2 separate regions of the Mus musculus genome follow, and region 1 is linked to region 2. The links are chromatin contacts, called in public HiChIP or PLAC-seq maps. All regions are on one chromosome and are shown on one strand. The core of a region is the stretch at or near the end of the contact, and the rest is flanking DNA. Distances in the headings are between cores, read along the strand shown.

Region 1 (4,459 bases), core at 412-2,911, 960 kb after region 2:
CTGGAACAGGAGTAATTAGTATCCGTTTTCTTCAAGCGGATTTGCTTACGGATACTCTGAACCTCCTCCAAGGACACCAGAAAGTGGTGCCTGCGCCGATGGTTGTCATAGAAGAAAACACCATCGGTACTTACCCCGTGACTCAAAGACCCAAGACCTTTCTTCATTTCCCCCTCTGTGAGGGAGCGGGACACTTTCTGGGCCTTCTCTTCTTCTGGATAGGAGAAGAATGTCCCCATCTTCTTAGGGGGCTTAATCAGGCCCCGACTCTCTCCTTTGCTGAAGGTTTTGACCAACTTCCGGCCAGCTCCCCACGTATCCAGGCTGCTGGATGATGGAGATGGGGTGAGAGAGTCTGCATCATCTTCTGGAGGTTTCTCAGGAGAGCCATCATAGAAAAATGGCTTTTTGTGCACTCCAGAGTAGAGTGCAGATCTTTCATCTTGGACTGGGGAATTCTCAAATACATGTTCCTCTCCACCTGGAAGGGAACCAACACGAGGTCTCCTGTGAGTGACTGTCCCATACACCTTTGTCTATATCTGTAAAACACGTCATCACTCTCATGGTCAATGGTAATGTTCTCCCTGTTTGCCCTATGATCTGAACTTCTTCATAAACATGACTTGCAGGTCAATGCACACGAAACAATGAAGGTAATCAAACTACATTGTATTGTTTCAAGAAAGCTTAACATTACACATTTGTGAGGTGCCGGGCCTGACAGAGGATGGATGGCAAGTTCAAGGTCAACCTGGCTAACTTAATGAGATTCAAAATAAAAGCTTAGTGGTTTTACTGTTCATGGCGTTGAACCCAGCTTGGGAGGTGAAGGTGGAGATGAAGAGTCCAATGTCATCCCCTGCTAAATACAGTCACGGCCAGCCTAAGCTACCTGAGACGCTGACACTAAAAACCAAACCAAACCAAAAAGCCAGATGGAGGCATAGCTGAAAGGCAGGAAGGACGTATCCAGCTTTTAGCATGTGTGCAGTTTTACATCCAAACCTAGTACTACGAAACTAGAGCTGAGAAACTTGTGGTGTCTTTTATTTTCCTCCAAAACAAGTTTGTAGACCAACATCTCCCTTGACCTATTAAAAAATGCCACTTGCAGAAATCAAGGCCCATCATTATGATGTACGTTAGCACTGCACAATTGCCACCGTGGTATGTGGGTGCAGCACTCAGAAGCTAGGAACAGTCTTCCCTGTCCTGAAAGACCCTCCTTTATGTCAGCTCTGGTGGCTTTTATAGTTGGAGTGTGATGAGTGCCATATGTCAGACAATGATTTTTTTTTTTTATTGGTACATATGCCATTTAAGTGATTAAATCTCCGAGAGTTTGGGTGGGGAAAACACTATAAAGGGTTATACTTGCAAATGTGATTGACAAATGGTCTCCAGTTGCCTGGCCAAATACAAAAGGCCAGAGGAACTGAGTGACTGCAGCCAGATAGTCCCATCCACCCAGCCCCGGAGGAAACAGCAAGGGCATTTAAGGGCCTTGACACGCAGGCAGCTCACTAAGTGCTCCACTTGGGCTCCGGCTTCCAGGCCTTGACGCTCTCGCTGGGGCCAGGTATCGAGCCAAGGCCTCTGGAGCCCAGTGGAAAGGCCTGGATGTGCTGGCAGGAGAGCCAAGTTCTTTTCTGCATGTGTTATGTGAACAGATGTGAGGGAGGAATTAGGTCAAGCTGTGGGTGTAGAGCCCAACTGGCTGCATCCCTTAATTATAAGGAAACACTGGAGCCTTGAAGATCTCCACCAGCTGAGCAGGGGCGTAGGGAAAAATACAGAGCTCCCTGGGACAGAAGGTCAGCACTGTACATAAGCTGGGACAAAGGTAGCAATGGATGGTTAAGTATCAGGGAGAAAGGGAGAGGGGAAGGTGATAAAATGGCTCCCATTTCTAGAATATTCTAAAAATGGCTACCTTTTCTAATTGATGGCTATTAGTTAAGAAAGAATTGTAGCATGAAATCCTACTTAAGACCAACTCCACATTCATGTGCAGAAATGAGTGGTGAGGAAGGAAGGAAGAAGGAGAAATCAAAATGACACCAAGTCCCAAGTTCACAGAAGAATTGTCTGAGTATCTTTTGGGACAGTTTAAAGCAAGGTCCAGGGTTGGACAGGATTTAGCCAGACCACGGACAGTACTCAAATGTGAGGGCTCCTTCCTGCTTTCTCCTCCAGGTTCCTAACAAATATGGAGACTGACAGTGCTGTTTCCCAAGTAAAGATTATTCCCTGCTTCCAGAAGGAAGCAACTGGATTAAGACTGGAGGCCCAGCATAGTGGCAGAGGTACCCCAGCAGTGAATGAATACAGCTATGTTAAGTTCCTCAGGTGGAATAGATTTATGAAAAGTCTAAGCAACACAATCCCGAAAGGCTCCATGGATGCTGGTGGCCTTTGCCCACCTCTCTAAGTAGCTGTCACTCATCAGTGGTCCAAACATCTTCTGGAGTGTTTTGGGGACAGCCGTCAGGCGCTAGCTGGGACACACATGTTCCTGACATGTGCAGCCTTACCCTGGAAAGGAACTTTGAGGGGAATAGGAAATGCCTCCAAAGGGGCTGTGTCAGCCTTTGTGAGCTGGCCCCATGCAGTGTGAGCTTCACAGTCCATGTCTGAGAGGCAGCCCAGAAGCCCAGCCCCAACCTGGGCTCCATCAACACAGTACTCTTCTCCTGCCCTCTTCTGATCAAAAGGAACAGCTTCACTCTGCAGGTGTGGTGAGCCAGGGGAGCCCCACCCCACCCCCAATCCCTGTACACTATGTAACCTGCTTCACAAGGGCCTTTTTGTCTAAGCTGAGATCACAATACCCAAGGAGAAGTGAGGACATGAGACCACTTCACCCGAGGATACAGCTTTGTACAAATTCTGTTCTTCAGCCATAGCTCCAGGACCTTGGGCGTCTGGTTCCGGCTCCGAGCCGTGTCTGTCACAACACCTACTGATCTTTAGCTAATGCCCCATACAGTTACAGTGGGTGTTAAGTTAATAAAAAAGAGACAGTTGAAGCTTCTTCTTGTGCTAAAAGGCACCACATAGAAGCTGATGATCCTGTACTGGCTTAGAAGTGCTGGTGCACTGCAGAGATGCGGCCGGACACACAGAAGTGGGCAGATGACAGACAAAGACATTGCCCACGTTTAATATCATCTAGGGCTGTCATGTCAGGCTATACTTGGAAAGTCAACACAGGAGAGGAAGACCAGATAAAGAATTCTAAAGCCATCAGATCTCCTGAGTGGTAGGCTGTCCAGAGCAAGCAGGACACCCTTGAGGAAGTCTGGCTGAGGGACCTTGAGGAACTTCCCTGGCTTCTTCATCTCTGTCTCCCTCCTGGTGCAATGAGTGAGTGCCTGCCACTGGTGGGTATTCCAGAGACGGCATAGTAAAAGGGGTCATCAGTTCTCAAGTGTGGGGGAGAAACTCGGAGCGTGCAGAACGCATCTCCATAAAGCAGCATGATTTGCCGTACAAGTGGTGCGTGCAGGCAATCAGTGACTTGATCAAATCTCTGTAAGCCCAAGGGCACTGGGGAAGAAGGCAAACATCTCACAACCCAAGGAGCCTGTCCCACCTGCCTGCTCTTCCTCCAGTTGGAGCTTGGTCACGTGGGGGCTGGAGGCAGACACTCTGAGCTACACACACTCACACACACTCACACTCACACACACACACACACGCACACACACATGCACACCCAGGCAAGCATGTGCTTCCATGCACACACTCACATGCACACAGAGTGAATGGTTCTCCCCAGCTTCCTAGCTCATCATACTTTAGAGTAAGCCTTGCAATTTGAGTTCAAGCCCAACTGTGAGGCCCGGTTCCCACTCAGATGAACTCACTTGGAAGCCCACCAGGAAGTTATCTTAGGTGACTGCTTTTAACCTTCAAGTGCCTCTTCTGGTGTTTTCCCATTACCCAGCCCCTCAACATAGCTTGAATTAATATACTCTGCAAATTTGGATATATCAAGATGTATGCATAAAGGCTACCACAGGACAAGTCCTGCCAGCTCAGTACTGTGACACTCATTTAATGTCACTGGTGGGCAAGCCCGTTGTTCTGATTGTCACAGCTGACACTGGATTTTGGTTTGCTCCCCAACACATACTCAGGGTTGGGCACTGGCGATTCTGTGTAGTTCTCAACAAAAGTACAACCTCCCTCCCCATGCTCACGTTTTGGTAAGACCTGCCGTTGCGTGGGTTCTGTACAGTAGAAATGCTGGCCAGCAGAAAGTGACAGTCAACTGTAAACAGAATTACTAGACCAAGGGACGCTCAAATGCAGCTCCCACATTAAAGGGAGGCCCACATTTATGAAGTTACCCATCAAGCTTATCTCTCTAGCCAACCCCCCTTTTCTTCTTCCCATCCTCCATTCTTTTATAGCTACCAGCATCTTCAGCTTTGTCATAAAGAATTAAATC
Region 2 (4,253 bases), core at 758-3,257:
GATCCCTTGGGAGTGGAGTTACAGATGGTTGTAAGCAGCCATGGCCATGCTAGGTGCTGAACTGGGTCCTTTGGAAGAGCAGCCAGTGCTACTATCCACAAATGCTTCTCTCCACAATCCCCCCAAATCTGTAAAAACTGTGTGAGCATGCATGGATATGGTGTGCATGTGGCGGTCAGAGGGTAGCATTTGGCGCTGGTTCTGTGGTAACATGTGGGTTCCTGGTCCACACTTAGGCTGTAGGCCTTGAGGTGGAAGTGGTTTTAGTCACTGAGCCATTTTCTCAGCCTGAGTTCAAATGCAGTCTTCTTCTCACAACATGATCACTCCTGTCCGACCTCCTTGGCTTGGCTGGTATATTTGCCCTCATTGAAGGGTATCTCTCCTGAAAAGCTCTGCTGTTCCAAGAGTCTACTATGATTTTAGAAAACGTTAAGGACATTAACATCTCAGTACTGTCAATCAAAGTAAAGAACATGGACACAGGCTTTCATTTTTCTTTTAAATACCTATGGAGTTGAAATTTTTATTTTGTTGTTTATTTATTTATTTATTTATTTATCAAAACCAGATCTAAACTCTGGTACCAGAGTTTGAAACAAGGGACTGACACATGCAAGGCAAATGCTGTACTGCTATTGAATTTCTTTGAGGACAAATCTTGTTTTCTTCCAATTCAAACCAGAAAGGCTTAGTCATCCATCCAAACTATACCAATGCAAGAGATAAATAATAGTGAGAGGCAGAGAAGAGAGATGTATTCACAATGGCTTCATTGCTTACCAATGAAGCCATTCATTGATTGAACAAATCAGTCCAGTGACTTATCAACTCCTGCACAGCTATATCATCTCCATGTGTTCTAGCCCATATCCAATGATTTTCTAAACTAGAAGACGGTAACAGGTGCAGGGTTTTTGATTACACCCTTCTAAATGGGACCAGACTATAAATAAATTCATGTTTCTTTACCATCTTCTGTTTCCTAAATTCCTTGGAATATACGGAATAACACATGCGTGGTGAACACTTCTAGCCATGAAATTGCTTCAAATACTATTTTTCTTAAAAAAAAAAATGTTTACTTTTAAAAAGTCCTTTCTCCTCATCTTCCTGGATATGCCTATGATCTGTCATATCTCTGATTTTCACAAGTACACATTAAAATGACATAAAAGGGAATAATCTGCTTGATTAGAAAAGAGTATACCGGGCTGGAGAGATGGCTAACTGGTTAAGAGCACTGACTGCTCTTCTGAAGGTCCTGAGTTCAAACCCCAGCAACCACATGGTGGCTCACAACCGTCCGTAATGAGATCTGACTCCCTCTTCTGGAGTGTCTGAAGACAGCTACAGTATGCTTACATATAATAAATAAATAAATCTTAAAAAATATTTTAAAAAAGTAAAGAGTGTACTAAAACATGGAAATATGTTATCAGCATAAAAAAACCGGTAGTTTTTATTACATATCTCCAATGTAAGACTGAAGCCTTTGTATTCTAATTTGTTGCACAAAACCTCTGTGCTGTTAAGCCATGTCCAGTCCTGATCTACACACACTAGTATGATCAAAATCTACAACAACAAGAAAAACCCCAAACCAAAGCTTGTTAGTCACCTTTTCTTACAGCTTTCACCGAGCAACTGATGCCTCGGGCTTGGCGATTTTGATGGAGAGACTATGGAAACCCCAGGGCAACCTCTTCCAAAGGCAAGGGGAGGATGTGCCGCCGGCTTGGAGGTTTCTCAGCTCTCGGATGCCTCCGCTATTCCTACGGAATGGCCCTCTTGAGATACAGGTCTTTATATGGGTCACCAAGGGCGGAAGAGAGTCCTCAAACAGCCTCCACAGCCAGAAGACAGCGGGCACCAGATAACAGCTGCCGGGCCGAACGAGCCGGCCATTAGGCCGCGGGAAATCGCGCCTCCGAGGTGGGCGACGGCGCCCGCGGCTGACGCCAGAAGCCGTCGCACACGTCGTGACGTAAGACGTAGGCGCGCGCTGGTTGCGCATGCGCCTGTCATTGCCGGGGTGTTTGTTCCTGCGGAGGAGCCGGCGCCATGGCGGTTCTCTTGGAGACCACTCTGGGCGACGTGGTCATCGACTTGTACACTGAAGAGCGTCCCCGGGGTGAGACTGGAGGCCTTCGCGACCTGGCGGGGCCGTGAGCCCGCTGCCAAAGTTCCCTTTTCTTCGCTGTTTCTGGCTCGAGCTCAGTTTCATAGCAGGCCTTGGTTTTGTGTGTGTGTGTGTGTGGTGTGTAGAACTGTGGCTTGTGGGTCTGGGTGAGGTGTAGCTTTCGTGGCTATGCTTTCTTTACTCGTGAAAGGTAAAGAAAGGGTTAAATACGGTTTGACTTGACATCATTTGTCATGATGAAAGCAGGTAGGAAGTTGGCTGGTCTGCAAGGCGCCAGGGATCAGCTAGAGTTCAGGCGTCTGAATGTCCATTGAGGGAGGACGAAGCGAGCTCCAGTTTTAACTTCGAGTCCTAACAGATGGATGTGCACTTTGCTATGCAAAACAGAGAGGTGGGAAGAAGCCACATAAGAAACCTAGCCTTTTCGAAGATGAGTGTTAGATAAGGTGTACTTAGCAGTTTCTTTGGAGTTTTTCTGGTAATAGAAAGAAATCTGGCATTCTGGAACGAATTGGTATGTGAAATGAAATAGATGCCACTGACTTCCAGTCAGGCCAAATACTGGTAGGCCAGGTCCTTAGTAAGTCCTCTTTGCCATGTTGTTGGTTTGAACACTTCAGGAGCAGGATTATAGCATGGCACACTTGCCTTGGAGAGACACTAGGCTGCTGTGTGGAGAATGTATCCTTTGGGAGAATCGGGAAACTGGGAGAGATTAGCTACAATCATTGTCCTTCTCCCGTGGAATGCAGAGATTACCACAGAATGAAAGAAGGTGTGCTGCAGCACTGCACACAGGGAGTGCCTCCTGCCTGCACACCTTCTCCCATGCTCAACTGTTCCTCCCCTCCCTCACAAACCCTACACTTTCTGTTGCAGCCTTCTATATTCTTACTGTTGCCAATGCCCACACTCCTCTCCACTCCCTATCCTTCTGAGAACTTCATTTCCTGACTATATATATGTATATATATCCATGAATATATATGTGTATATATGTATGTATGTGTGTATGTATATATATATATATGTATGTGTATGTGTGTGTGTATGTGTGTATATATATATATATATATATATATATATGAAGAGCTCAACTAAAGCATGAGCTCTTCAGTGTAACACTTAGGTCAGCTACAGTTAGTCTGTTTCTTCTGTTTTGTCTGCAATGGTTTTATAAATCACAGCAGCACTCATGTTATTAGAACATGTACTTACTGTCCTGGAACTATGTGCATGATTGTCTCCTCCCAGTGATGTGCTTCAAGGAGAGCAGAAACTGTGCCTTAATATCTCCATTATCTTAAGAATCCTGGTACAAGCTGGGCAGTGGTAACACATGCCTTTAATCCTGACACTCAGGAGGCAGAAATAGGTAGGTGGGTCTCTGAGTTTAAAGGGTGAGTTCCAGGACAGCCAGGGCTACAAAGAGAGACCATGTCTTGAAGAAGAAGAAAAAGAAAAAAGCCTTGTACAGCATCTGCCCTGGTTTTCCTGGAATTCACTCTGTAGGCCAGGCAAATTCACAGAGGTCTGCATAGAAAAACCCTGTCTCAAGAAACCAAATGTGTGTGTGTAATAGTTATGTATATATAACTACTTAAATAATATAGATGGTATTATTAGAAATGCCTAGTGTCATTATTTCATGTTTAGTTGTGAGGACCTTTGTTGTATTTTTTTTCTCTCTATTTTTGAGGCTGCCTTATTGTATATCTCACATGTTTTTTGTTTTTTATTTTTTTAATTAGGTATTTTCCTCATTTACATTTCAAATGCTATCCCAAAAGTCCCCCATACTCTTCCCCCCAACTCCCCTACCCATCCACTCCCACTTCTTGGCTCTGGTGTTCCCTTTACTGAGGCATATAAAGTTTGCAAAACCAAGGGGCCTCTCTTCCCAATGATGGCCGACTGGGACATCTTCTGCTACATATGCAGATAGAGACACGAGCTCTGGGGTTACTGGTTAGTTCATATTGTTGTTCCTCACACTAGTTTTAAATTCATGGTTCTGATTCTTCTCAGGCATATGCCATCATACCTGGCTATGACACTAGTTCCATCAATAAAAATTTACCAAGGGCAAGGAGCCTCATGTATTTAACTT

The links. HiChIP or PLAC-seq counts read pairs in DNA pulled down with a chosen protein or histone mark.
Region 1: a contact with region 2 is called in an H3K4me3 HiChIP or PLAC-seq map of stem cell-derived neural progenitor cells, with 3 times the contacts expected there. The contact joins the enhancer-like site here to the promoter of Ppil4 in region 2. A contact is called at or near these places in 5 of 39 promoter capture datasets (the HPC-7 cell line, HPC-7-derived erythroid cells, cranial neural crest and 2 more), 2 of 115 datasets of contacts at active chromatin or transcription factors (bone marrow-derived macrophages and stem cell-derived neural progenitor cells) and 1 of 9 other capture datasets (adipose tissue).

What each region holds. Positions count from the first base shown.
Region 1 is chr10:8,751,005-8,755,463 of GRCm38.p6, forward strand. It overlaps Sash1 (SAM and SH3 domain containing 1), which reads right to left. Exons shown (of 20, transcript NM_175155.4): 10 at 135-481. Among named protein-coding and RNA genes, the nearest start is that of Gm25410, 71 kb to the right of the region's middle. Within about 2 kb of position 1,662, at least 35 of the 459 cell types and tissues checked have an H3K27ac peak or open chromatin away from gene starts, as enhancers often do. A contact at or near this core is called in adipose tissue and stem cell-derived neural progenitor cells, where this site is marked.
Region 2 is chr10:7,790,887-7,795,139 of GRCm38.p6, forward strand. Ppil4 (peptidylprolyl isomerase (cyclophilin)-like 4) reads left to right here and starts at 2,008. Exons shown (of 13, transcript NM_026141.3): 1 at 2,008-2,134. The coding sequence starts at 2,065.